Linked DNA regions of Mus musculus: region 2 is linked to region 1. The links are chromatin contacts, called in public promoter capture Hi-C maps. All regions are on one chromosome and are shown on one strand. Each heading gives the region's core, a stretch centred on a gene start, on an enhancer-like site or on the middle of the called end of the contact. The rest is flanking DNA. Distances are from core to core; before and after follow the strand shown. Region 1 holds the start of Sgo2a (shugoshin 2A). Region 2 holds the start of Aox4 (aldehyde oxidase 4).

Evidence for each region. Promoter capture Hi-C pulls out the DNA fragments that hold promoters and counts their contacts.
Region 2: a promoter capture Hi-C map of hippocampal neurons shows a contact between it and region 1, with 2.4 times the contacts expected there. The contact joins the promoter of Aox4 here to the promoter of Sgo2a in region 1. A contact is called at or near these places in 6 of 39 promoter capture datasets (the 3T3-L1 cell line, hippocampal neurons, liver and 2 more) and 1 of 115 datasets of contacts at active chromatin or transcription factors (embryonic stem cells).

The regions. Positions count from the first base shown.
Region 1 is chr1:57,993,261-57,999,825 of GRCm38.p6, forward strand. Sgo2a (shugoshin 2A) reads left to right here and starts at 2,714. Exons shown (of 9, transcript NM_199007.2): 1 at 2,714-3,052; 2 at 4,836-4,961. The coding sequence starts at 4,838.
Region 2 is chr1:58,206,980-58,213,544 of GRCm38.p6, forward strand. It overlaps Aox4 (aldehyde oxidase 4), which reads left to right and starts at 3,418. Exons shown (of 35, transcript NM_023631.2): 1 at 3,418-3,649; 2 at 6,043-6,100. The coding sequence starts at 3,596.

The DNA of each region.
Region 1 (6,565 bases), core at 1,464-3,963:
TTTTAAATGATAGCCATTTGTCTGGGATAAGATGTAATCTTAATGCAGTTTTAATTTATTTTCCCCTGATGTCTAAGGATGTTGACCTGTTTTCACACTGATGGCTATTTATGCTTTATTGTTTTAAAAAGGGAAGAAGGACAAGCTGTATTACAGAGCAATAGAGATAAAAACTGCATGGTATTGGTATAGAGACAGGCAGGTAGATCAATGGAATAGAATTGAAAACCCAGAAATGAGCCCACACACCTATGGTCACTTGATCTTTGACAAACAAGCTAAAACCATCCAGTGGGAAAAAGACAGCATTTTCAACAAATTGTGCTGGTTCAACTGGCAGACAGCATGTAGAAGAATGCAAATCAATTCATTCTTGTCTCCTTGTACAAAGCTCAAGTCCAAATGGATCAAGGACCTCCACACCTCCATATGACACCAGATACACTAAATCTGGTGTCTACTAAAAGAAAAAGTGGGGAAGAGCCTTGAACACATGGGTACAGGGGAAGTTTTCCTGAGCAGAACACCAATGGCTTATGCTCTAAGATCAACTATAGACAAATGGGACTCATAAAATTGTAAAGCTTCAGCCAGGCAGTGGTGGCAAACGCCTTTAATCCCAGCACTTGGGAGGCAGAGGCAAGCAGATTTCTGAGTTCGAGGCCAGCCTTGTCTACTGAGTGAGCTTCAGGACAGCCAGGGCTATACAGAGAAAGCCTGTCTTGGGGGGGAAAAAAAAGAAAAAAATTGCAAAGCTTCTGTGAGGCAAAGGACATTGTCAATAGGTCAAAATGGCAACCAACAGATTGGGAAAAGATCTTTACCAACCCTACATCCAATAGAGGGCTAATATCCAATATGTACAAAGAACTCAAGAAGTTAGACTCCAGAGAACTAAACAAAAAATTCTCAACTGAGGAATAACGAATGGGTGAGAAGCACCTAAAGAAATGTTCAACATCCTTAGTCATCAGGGAAATGCAAATCAAAACAACCCTAAGGTTCCACCCCACAGCAGTCAGAATGGCTAAGATTAAAAACTCAGGTGACAGCAGATGCTGGTGAGGATGTGGAGAAAGAGGAACACTTCTCCTTGTTGGTAGGATTGCGAGCTGGTACAAGCACTTTGGAAATCAGTCTGGCAGTTCCTCAGAAAATTGGACATAGTACTACCTGAAGACCCAGCTATACCACTCCTGGGTATATACCCAGAAGATGCTCTAACACATAAGATGCTCCACTATGTTCATATATATATATTATGATATATCTGTACACACATATGTATAATATTATGATATATTATATGTAATATTATAATGTATATCATAATATAATAATAGCCAGAAGCTGGAAAGAACCCAGATGTCTTTCAACCGAGGAACAGAAAATGTGGTACATTTCTACAACAGAGCACTACTCAGCTATTTAAAAACAATGACTTCATGAAATTCTTAGACAAATGGATGGAACTAGAAAACCTGAGTGAGGTAACCCAGTCACAAAAGATCACACATGGTACACACTCACTGACAAGTAGATATTAGCCCAGAAGCTCAGAATACCCAAGATACAATTCACAGACCACATGAAGCTCAAGAAGAAGGAAGACCAAAGTGCTCCAGTGCTTCTTAGCAGGGGAAACAGGCTACTCACAGGAGGAAATACAGAGGCAAAGTGTGGAGCAGAGAATGAAGGAAAGGCCATCCAGAGACTGCCCCACCTAGGGATGACAAGGTTCTTTTTAAAAGATTTATTATTTTATATGTATATTTTGCCCGAATGTACGCATGCATGTATGTATGTACACCATATGCATATCTGGTGCCTGCAGAGGCCAGAAGAGGACATAAGATTCCCCAGAATTGGAGTTACAGATGGCTGTGAGCCACCATGTGAGTGCTGATAACTAAACCTGGGTCCTTTGCAACAAATGCTCATGACCTCTAAATGCCATATTTGTAGTATTTATTTATTTATTTAGGTTTTTCAAGACAGGGTTTCTCTGTGTAGCCCTGGCTGTCCTGGAACTCACTCTGTAGACAAGACTGGCCTCGAACTCAGAAATTTGCCTGCCTCTGCCTCCCAAGTGCTGGTATTAAAGGTTCCCAAGTGCTGGTATTAAAGGTATGCACCATCACTGCCTGGCTTCTATTTGTATTTTTAATATGATGGAACAGAGCAGTTTTTTAAAATATCGTTTCTCGAAATTCTACATATATATATTATTATTAACCTTTTGTAAAAAGAACCAAACTGACTTGAAAAATAAGACTAACACATTTTAAAATATAGTTGAAATAGTTTAAAATGCCACTCTGTGTACTCTGCTAAAATGGAGTATCATTGCAGCACTTCCAAGTGCAAAATTGAGAAAGGCTTTTAAGTGAAGTGTAAAGAAGCAAGGATCACAATTGGAAGGCAAGAATGCAGAAACTGGATGCAGACAAATAATCACACAGTGAACAACACAAAGCCCTGCGAAGGACTAGAGGTGCCTGCCAACCCTCAGAGTGTCCCTTTATCCGTGGTGAATGGCCCTCTCTGTCAGGGCTGGTGGAAATGGCTACCAGAAGCTCAGAGAGGCAAGGAGAACCTTTTCACGCTCGCTGCAGCCCGCCCGGCTCACCCAGCCACGCCCACTCGACCCTCTCCAGTACGTCCCGCCCCTTCCGTCTTCCACTTCCGGGTGGCAGCGCATCTTTGCGCCGCCTTCTCGGAATCTGATTGGCTGGAGCATAAACGCTAACTGCCGCGCAGTTTAAACCTGAATCCTGGTCTTCGCGGATTGTCGCGCTTCCCTGGCAAGTGTGGGCACCCACAGCTGAAGGGGTCGCTGGTAGGCGTGGACGAGGCCAGCGCGGCCAGCAAGGCCTGCGAAGCCGGAACCCTTCTCGGTAGCCACTCCTGGCGCCTCAGTCCTCGCCGCCGCGCGTCGGCTTGCAGGGCCGGGACGCGGAGCCGGGACGCGGAGCCGCCTTCGGATCGGGGCGGTAACCTCTGTTCTGACTTTGAGCTCCCAGCTGGGCGAGGGGTCGCCACTAGTTTTCAGGTCAGTACCTGGAGGGAAAGGGATCTAGGTCCTTGTGACCAGGTCTGAAACGGCTGCTTTCGTGTAGGTAAGGATGCACCTACACGCATCTCCAGGGTAGGGCTTCTGCCAGGCTTGTTTCGAACAGAGAACTAATAGCTTGGCCGGGATCTGGGTATTGGGAGCTGACACTTAGAAATGGAGATGTGCTATATGCTAGGGCGTGGCATGGGGGTCCACAGGAGGGAGGAAAGCAGGGTGTGTCATCAGGATCTGTTTATTCCCGCCCCCCTCAGAAGTGGGATCAAAGAATGAGAAGAGGTCACAGTAGAAGGTCTGCCACAGGGCTGTGGATGAGACGGGGGATTGGACTGGAGGGAAAGTTGAAGATCTGCAGCTAGCCTCCTTGTTTCCCTGCTCAGATTGTGAGGTGAAAACCTGCAATTAGCCTACCAGCTTCCCTGCGGTTTTATGGTTTGTTTGTTTGTTTTTGGTGGGGGGGGGGGGCGAAACTTTAGAACAGTTGAACTTTACTGTTGAAACGTTCCTAGTGAACTTCCTCCCCGTTGCAGAAATTCGCCCCCCGCCCCCAACCATCTTCTCGGTCATTTGCTTAACAGCTTTCCACATCTGCTCAATGCTTTCAAACATGACCATTTCAACATTGGGCAGATTTTTTTTCTACTGAGAAGTTCTTTCATGTGTTCATATATATTTCTATTAGAAATGTTTATCCAAGGAGCTGCTATGTGCCAGGCACTAAGAGTTCAGCAGAAAACACATTTAATAGAAACTTCTGCCTGTCAGCATTACCCTAATCTCTGCTCTTCTCCGTGAAGATGTTTGTGATGGCGTTAGGGATGCCTAGATAAATAAGAATCTTTTCATTGGATCCTTATACTAGATCTGCAGACTATGTATAGATTGAGAATTGCAGGTACCTGACTAGGTCACTTTGTAGCCTACTATAGGACCGCTTCCGGGTTGGGAAGAGTTGGAGGGCAGTTAGGGTGAGGAAGGTAAAGATAATGAGGAATCTTGTGGAATCTAGGGATTTTTGTGATGGACATAAAAGGAACACTGAGATTGTTCTGTGGACTCAGAGCAAGGAGCAGAGTGGCTTGTGGCGGGAATATAGGTTTGGGGCGTTGACCCCATTCGAGCACATAGCCCAGCATCGCCACCTGCACCTCAGTGAAGCTTTTTCTGATCTGTTTTCTCTGCCCAGTTAGCATTAGCACTTCTTTAATGTCTTGTGTGTTAAAGTCATTGTTCTTGTCATACTAATTATTTATTTCCAATTCTATTACATTGTTAACCAGTGTAGACCATAAATCTAGACTTAAGCTTGTAATTTCCTCTCTTTCCAAGCCCTCTTCCGCCCCTTGAGTGAGTCATTTCTTTTGTGCTTCCATGAAGGTCCACTTGCCTATCTAAGGTTATACTTTTGCATAGTAACAACAGTGTCTGTGTCACACTGGACTTTTCTTTCCATGACAGCAGGGACCCTATCCTGTCTTCTGCTGGTAGCCCATTGTGTCCACTAGGCATGGTGATATAATATAGGTTTGAATAGAAAAACAAAAGTATTTACCTTTTTGGAATTCACTAATTCTCCTGATTCTCTAAGTTCGTATTTTAAGATCTTTATGTAAAGGGCTTTGCAAATACATTATGTCGACAGTGTATTGTAAGTCATGGTGGTTGGGCTTTGGAATGGATCGTTACCAGTTTTTTTCTCTTATCACTCAGTACTATGCTGGTCTCCCACCCCACCCCATCTTTTCTTTTCCTTTCACTTCAGAAATGGAGTACCCAGGGATAAAAGTTGACACTGTTACCTCTGGAATTCAGAGACGAGTGAAGGGCAGAATTGCAAAGACAAATTTGAATGTTTCTCTTGCTTCAAAGATCAAAGCAAAAATATTAAGTAAGTACCTACCTTATTTTAGCAAATATAGAAAACTACTAAAATGACTACTTTGTTAGCTGGTACTTTTTCTGTTTGCTCTTTCCTCTCTGTGGCTCTCAGCTATTCTGCTGAATGGTTTTGCAATCTGCCCTTGGCCTGCCCCCAGGCAGCTACCTCTTCTCATGCAAAGACAATACCAATGTGGTTTCTCAAGAAAAGAGCTACAGAGAGTAAAAGATTTGCTTTGCATTCATTCTGTGGCAGTCAGGTGATAAGTCACGTAGACGTGCTTGGCCAAGATCAGGTGTGGTAGTACATGATTTTATATAGGCCAGAGTTCACCAAGAAAGCACTATGCACTTTGGAAATGAGATTTTATGAATCCTGGCAATAAGGCGTTAGGAAGGCAAGCAGACAACAAAAACAAAAACAACATAAATAAATAAAAACCCATGAAGATGGGAAACTTCCTAGGATAAACTTTTATTGTTCCCAAAAATTATCTCAATGGTTTATGCCCATGTTGGCTACACTGGGAAATGTACTGTCTGTCTGCTGATGTCACACCCATGACTTACACTGAGCCAAAATGTTTTAAGTATCTTTAAGTCAGGACGTTGCTCCTTCCGGGATCTGTAGGTAAATCTGAATTAGCCAGCTTTCTACAATGGTTATTTCCTGCTTCATTCGTCAGGACCTTTTGGAAAACAACAGGTTATTTTTAGCTTTTGGATGTCCTAACTGGTTGTGGTCTGTTTCTATTGGGTATGCCAAGGAGAGCCAAGTGAAACTATTCTCTACCAAATATGAAGTCCTGGTATGGTTCGTTTGTTCGTTCTTTCTTTCTTTCTTTCTTTCTTCTTTTTGCATTTTTAATTATTACTTTTTTTTTTACAGTCCAGCTGTTGCCCTACTGTTCTTTCTTTTTTTAGATGCCCAAAATGTTTTTCTGAACATCTAAAAAGGTTATATTTAACAAAACTTATTTTAATATGATATATTAGCACATGCCTATAATTTCAGCACTCAGGAGACCAAGACAATTGTGTGTGTTACTGTGGAGTAAGTATGTTATTGGCATGTAGTAGAATCTAAAATTCAAATTATGAAAATATAATTATGATTTAATCATACTAAAGGAACATAGGACTTTTAAGGTGAATTTAATCCTTAACTCCTCACTGAAATGTCTTTGCTACCGTTTCAGTAACAATTTAAATCATAGTAACATAGATTGCAGTCAGTTACTACAAAAGGTCTACTCATTTGGGTAGAGTTGACGCTTCCACAGGTCCTAGACAATTAGTCCTTTCATTTGAAGTTTAAGAAATGGCATTTGGGAGCATAGCAATTTTATTGAGTTGTGGAGACCCAGAAACTTGTGCAAACATTTCAGATTGGCTGCCCTAGCTCCTGTGGGTCTCCAGCTAGCGAGAGCTGTGGGGGTCATCTTCCGCCTTGCCTCTAGTCAAGGTGGCAGGGCGAGGCTGCTCTCTGCAGGGCTCCTCTCAGAGCAGTCCCAGCTGCTTCTCTTCTCAGCCTCTGTCTGCTCTCTAGCTTGTCTGTCTCCAGCTTCAAAACCTGGGCACGTTTATTTTCTCTAAAACTGTGTTTGTATTGGC
Region 2 (6,565 bases), core at 2,168-4,667, 210 kb after region 1:
GGTCATGCGCCATGTCCTCCTATGCTTGGGCCGTGGTAAATCTGAGCCAATCCAGTCAGTGACAGAATTTCAAAGCCTCTGGTTTAGAAAACTCAACAGATAAAAACTAGGGGAAAGCATTGTCCTGACATGGTTTTAACTAATTAATTAATTAATTAATTAATTAATTAATTTACTTTACATCCCAACCACGGTCTCTCTTCTCTGTTCTCTCTTCTCTCCTCCCAATCCTTCCCTCCTATCCTCTCTCTCTCTCTCTCTCTCTCTCTCACACACACACACACACACACACACACACACACACACACACACACATTTAACTTCCATCTCATGTCTGAGGCACCCTGTCCAGAGAGCCTGACTTTCTGGTGTCACTGCCAAAGGTACCAAAGGGTTGTTTGGCCTGAGCCTGACTGTCCAGAGCCTCCTCTGGAAGCAGGGGGATAGCATACCCTCCTGACCTCACAGGGCAGGCAAGGCAATTGCAGGAATAGCACGCCCAGCCATCTACAGCATTCTCTTGCCACAGCGCAAATAGAGCTTTTTCTTAGTACATTACCATTCCCCAAGGAGCCTGTGCTAATACCATTGATAAGCTGATGATTGATTAAGTCAGCATCTCTGGTCCGGAGTCTCTGCTGTCCCCTAGATCCCTGTATTCCACTGACATGCACTCTTGAAACTCAGAAAACCAACTTAAACTGTCTAGATCCAAAAGTTTTGATTCTTTTCCCTAAGCCCCAGTGTTGTCTCTCACCCCACTCCTGACTTCCCATCTCAGCCATTGATACTGCCTGACTCATCTGTTCATGCCTGATTCCTCTCGTCTACTCTTTACCCCATTTTTATCTAATCTGTCAGCTGATCAGGTTGGATATGTCCCCAAATTTCATACAAAAGCTCTTCTCTCTGTCCTTATCTCTGTTTACCACTTCATACCCTAGTCTAGGTTAGTGTAACCTCTAGACTGGAGTGTACAGAAATGGCTTCAGATCTGACTCGGCAGTACCAGCCATAATTCTCTCTGTATACAATAGGATAGTAAGAATTTTTGTTTTGAAATTGATTGTATTTGTGTGTATGAATATGCCTCTGTGTGTCATATATGTGTCGTGTATGTGTGGGACACACAGAGGCCAAAAGAAGACAACAGATCTCCTGGAGCTCCCCTAGAGCTAAAAGTGGCTAAAAGCCTGCTCATGTAGGGTCAATAATTGGGTCTTCTAGAAAGTGTAACAAGCATGATTAATCGCTAAGCCAATTCTCCAGCTTCATCTTCTAAGACAGTATCTCCGTATCCCAGCTAACCTTGAATGCCTTGAACTCCTGATTTTCTTGCCTCTGCCTCCTGAGTGCTGGGATTACAGGAATCTGTTATCATATCCAGTTTACAGAGTGCTGGAGACCAAACTCTATGCTTCATGCATGTCAGGCAAGCACTTTATAAACGGAGACTTAGCCCCAGCCCAAGAATGGCTGACTTCAAATCACACTATGTTGTATCCTACATGGAAACTTTCTGGGCTTTTGTCTCACTTCTGCATCTCTGTCTCAGTCACAACCCCACATCTCTGCCTCACCCCTGCATCTCCCTCTCACACCTGCTCTCCTCAGGTACCCTGTGCTTCTTTGGCTTTAACCTGCCAAGTTCATCTTCTTTGGAGGCCACTATACATTCTCTTTTCTCATGCATCTTCTTGGTGGGTGTCTCCTTTGTGACTGCTCAGACAAGACATAGTCCAGCCCTCAGAACCTCAGAACTAAACAAACTACTTAGTTGTTGTCTCCCTACCCCACCCACCACACTACTGTCCATTTCCTGAGGTGACATCATTTCTTGCATTTCAAATCTCTGGACAGGCAAGGAGCACTGAGCAGAAGCCTCTAGGAACCACTGAGGCAGCAGGCAGAGGTGAAGACAGATAGATGGTGACGTCGGAACTATGAGCTTGGTGACAGGAGGCTGGATTGGAAACTGGCCCCAGACTTGAGCACCTGCTCTGCTCAAGACAAAAGGAAGACAATGCAGCCTTGAATATCCAACAGCCATCACAGCCCTATTTGCTCTGTGTGTGTGTGTCTGTCTGTCTGTCTGTCTGTGTGACTGTGTGACTGTGTGACTGTGTGTTAGCATCTCAAACTTAACCTGTGCAGATGGAACTTGAAAATCTCACTAGGCAGCTGCTGGTCTCTGCAGCGCAGCTCCCCTCTCTCATAAGCCAACATCACACCCATTGGGACATCTGCTCCCACCATACTCAATAGCAGCCTTGGGCATCCTGAAATGCAGCCCATCACCCCTGCTCTAATCCAAATGCCTTCCCTCCCTATTAGGAGCCTCATGACACCTCTCTTGATGGCTCCAAGGTCCTCAGAAATTGGCAAAACTGTTCCTTGGCCTCACTCCCCACCAGGATTCTGCTATATCTCAGAAAAAAAGTTGTAGGCTCCAAGGCAACCCTGCTCTTTGGGCAAGTCACTTAAAATCTTGATGTCTCATTTTTCTTATTTATAAAGTAATGGTGGTGGTGGTGATGGTGGTGGTTGTAGTGGTAGTGAGGATGATTGTCATGATGGTAGTGGTGGTGATGATAATGATGCTGATGATGATGGTAGTGGTGATGATGGTGACTATGATGCTCTCCTGAGGTGCTCCATAATTCCCAGTCCATAAGAACAGCCTCCAGCCCACAGCAAACCTGAGTGAATAGTTGTGGTTTCAAGTACATTTGTACCTAGGGTATTGCTGAGCATGAGAATCTTAAAATCCTCAAATGTGAGGAGTTCTAGACAAGTAAGCAGAGAAAAGATGAAGAAGAGAGAGTGTGCATGCTGGTTGTTATAGTCAAGCCTTAAAGACACAGTTGAGGAGGCTGGAGAGATGGCACAGCAGTTAAGAGCTCTGGCTGCCCTTCCAGAGGACCCAGGTTTGATTCCCAGCACCCACATGTTTGCTCACAACCATCTGTAACTGCAGCTCCAGGGAATCTAACGCCCTCACTGGCCTCCGTGAATACCAGCCACACCCGTGGAACACAGGCATGCGTACAAAATACCCACACAAAATGAACTAATAGCATAAATGAGTTAACCACATAAAATGAATTAATAAAAAAAAAATAAACATGCATTTGCTGTCTTTCATCACATTCACGAAAGACTCTTCCCTTGTAATTAAATACAAGAAAAACGGGAGACAGGAATCACTCGCGCTGGTGTGGACAGCAAGGTACCGATTTACAGGCGGGTTCGTTTTGTTCGTGTAACTCGTAATCATCCACCTGAAACTCGATTTTCATAATTGAACCCCGGAGTCTAAACCCAACATGAACAAACCAGTTTTAGACTTCAAAACGTCACGTGAATTCTTGACTCACTCGTGCCAGAAAGAGAAGCTGGAGCTGCTGCCAAGCCTTTGTGGGCTAGGCAGGCAGGGCTGACTATAAATCACCAGTGTTGGGCTGTGCCGCCGATTTGGCTTCCCCGGGACTGCAGGTGCCCAAGTTACAGTGCTGCTATATGAGATAGAGGAGCAGATACCCTTGTCGGTAGGGCATTTGTTTCAAATTTGTGCTTCTGGCTCCCCATTGACACCATGCCTTCCGTCTCCGAGTCTGACGAGCTGATTTTTTTTGTGAATGGAAAAAAGGTAAGTTTCTGATGTGACTAACCTGGCTCTTTGTTCACAGAGGGCAAAAGTCAGGCTTACTGTTCTTCACTGAGGTACATCTCCTAGTTTTTAGCAGTGGCACAATCTTAAACATGGATTGTTAACTCCCTTTTTGGCATCAAATATGCAAATGTGGGATGTCTGCTTGCTTTTCGTTCTCTCATCGGAAACAGTAAGAAAAAGAACCTGGTATTTGCTGCGCGGTGCAAGCGTGAATTCCGACAAGGCCAGCAGCACGCTGCAGGGGTGAGCGGCTGACAGGTCGTTCCTTCTGCGCCTGTTGGAAATGCACCCCACCTGGAAATGTGCCCCACCTCAGTTGGCCAATGCCCCTTTAACAGGAGAGAGACAGGAAGAAAACAACCACACATGACTCTCAATTGATAGCAACCCCTCAGCCAGACCATCACCCTGGAGGCAGAACAGGACTGCCTCCTTATTTCTAGGACAAATTATAAAAATGTCAAGGGGGGCGGGGCAAGCCTGAAGATGGTGTGGTGCCACGACCGGCTCATTTGTTTAGACCCAGGGGCTCAGTTTGACTGAAGCACAGTGTCCACTAGGGCCCATCACCCCACGGACTCCCCAAGGTGTGGCTTCTGTTGGGGCTCTTTGTCTTTTTTTGTGCCTCTCAAACCCATATCTTCCCACCTACTTTTCACATACCCACTCAGAGATGCGGGTGTCTCCTTGAGACATATGTGGTGTTTGTGTGCCTGCACATCTGGATTCTGAATTTGAGAACAGTGGTATGAGGTGCAGACCCCTTTTGTTTGCTTTGTTTCTGTGACACTGAGCTGGTCTTGGGGCGCTCCTCTGTGAAAAAAAATTTACTTTATCAGTGCATGGCTTTCCAGAGTGTGCTGGTCTTTCATGGGCTTGTCCTAGTGATGGGGACACGGGTACCTTTCAATTCTCCCAAGTTCTCCCCCCCCAAAAAAAAAAAACCAGAAAACACAGCATGAATATCCTTCTGTCTGATTCCTCGTCGTTGGAGCTGGTGAGAGGCTGAGAGATCACAGCAGGGCCATTCCATAGGTCCTGCCTGGTGGTTTTCCGAAGTCCAGCACAGACTGCATCCCCCACAGCTGGTGGAATGCCAGGTGCTTTTCTCTGACTTAGCCATATCTGGCATCAGGTGCTTACTACAGTCTGACCCCTGAGCTTTGCTACTCTCCTGGGGTTGTCTCCTGGGGCTGTGTGCACTTGCGTGTTGGGGATTAGTAATGGCCTCGCTCCCACTTCGTGTGCTTAGTAAGAAGAGATTTGTTGTCCACACAGTTCCCGAGATCTTCTTCACACAGCTGGGAATGCTGACTGCTCACCATCGCGTTGTAGTTGGCAGGCTTTGATCTCTCCCCTCTTCTGGAACCCATCATAGTCTATGCCCTTTGGGCCTGAGACTGGTGCATCTCGGGACAGCAGTGAACCCATGTAGCTATAGCAGGCCTGCAGACAGGAGGACTGAAAGTACAGCGTTTACCAGGAAGGCTGGAGACGGAAATCCAAGCCTTGAGTGTCACCAGGCCTTGATCCCGGGACAGAGATGATAGGTGTTATTATCCCCTGCCTGCCAATATCCTGTTCTCTGCCTCTGTAATACCTCTTCTCTTAGCTCCCCCACCCTCCCCCCACACACACATAGACAGAGACGGAGAGGCAGACAGAGTCTAGAATTTGGGTGTTGGGCTGATCTCTACATTGGTAAACTTCTGAGGACTTCAGGAGAGTTGGATATGTGAGAGGTGGGGTGAAGGAATCAATACCCTATTTGCCTTGCTCAAGTGCAATGAGAATACAAGGTCTTATATTCTCTGCACAAAGCAGCCCAGAGGACAGTGCCCTCTGTGTCTGGGTTCCCTGCTACTCTGCTTCCAGGTCAGCTACATTCTAACTTGATTTCCCCATCTTGCCTGGTTGCCCCAGCAAAGATGCTGGCTGGGTTCCTCCCGGGCCTGGGGGAAGCTGCCTCTCCTTTCTGCCAAGAAACACCTGGCGCCCCGTGAGGGTGGAGCCCTGATGAGGGCCATATGGCTTTCCCTCACATTCATATAGAGAGGAGAAGCAAAGCCCTGGTCTGGAAGCCTCCTAACTGGCTAACTTAATTCTACACCGCTCTGTGACTATGAGTTATCCAAGTCTTCTCTGTCTATCTCTTCCCACCCGGTCCTTTCCAGGTAAATGCTTATCCTAGATGATAGAAAATTCAGACATAGAAATAAAACGTCACTGTTTCTTCAGACCTTTGGTTCCAAAAATCATTACGAGAGTTCTGTAAAGTTACCCACATTATAAACATGTCCTCCAAACAAAGGATTGGATTGCTGTAACCAATGGTGGCCTCTTCCTGCAACCCTTGTTTCGCAATATAGGTCATAGAGAAGAACCCTGACCCTGAAAAGAATCTACTGTTCTACACCAGGAAAGTTCGTATCCTTTAACTGTGACGGGCAGTAAACTGCTAGAAACCCTCAGAGGGGCGGGGGTGGGGGACAGGGCTTGGTGGTGAGGCCTTATTGGCCTTACAGAGGAACTGAGTTCAATTCACAACACCCACATGACAGCCCATGACCACTTCGCAACTCACACCTCCAGCACCAGGGGAACCCCATGCACTCTTTAGGTCTTGGCAGACACACACCATAGACAGACAGACAGACAGACAGACAGACAGAGGAAAGAAGGGAAAGAGGGAATATTCATATATACACATAAATAAAAATAACAAAAATAAATCTTTTTTTTTAATAAGAATGAAAAGAAAGGCCGGGCAGTGGTGGTGAAAGCCTTTAATCCTAGCACTTGGGAGGCAGAGGCAGGAGGATTTTTGAGTTGGAGGCCAGCCTGGTCTAAAAAATGAATTCCAGGACAGCCAGAACTATACAGAGAAACCCT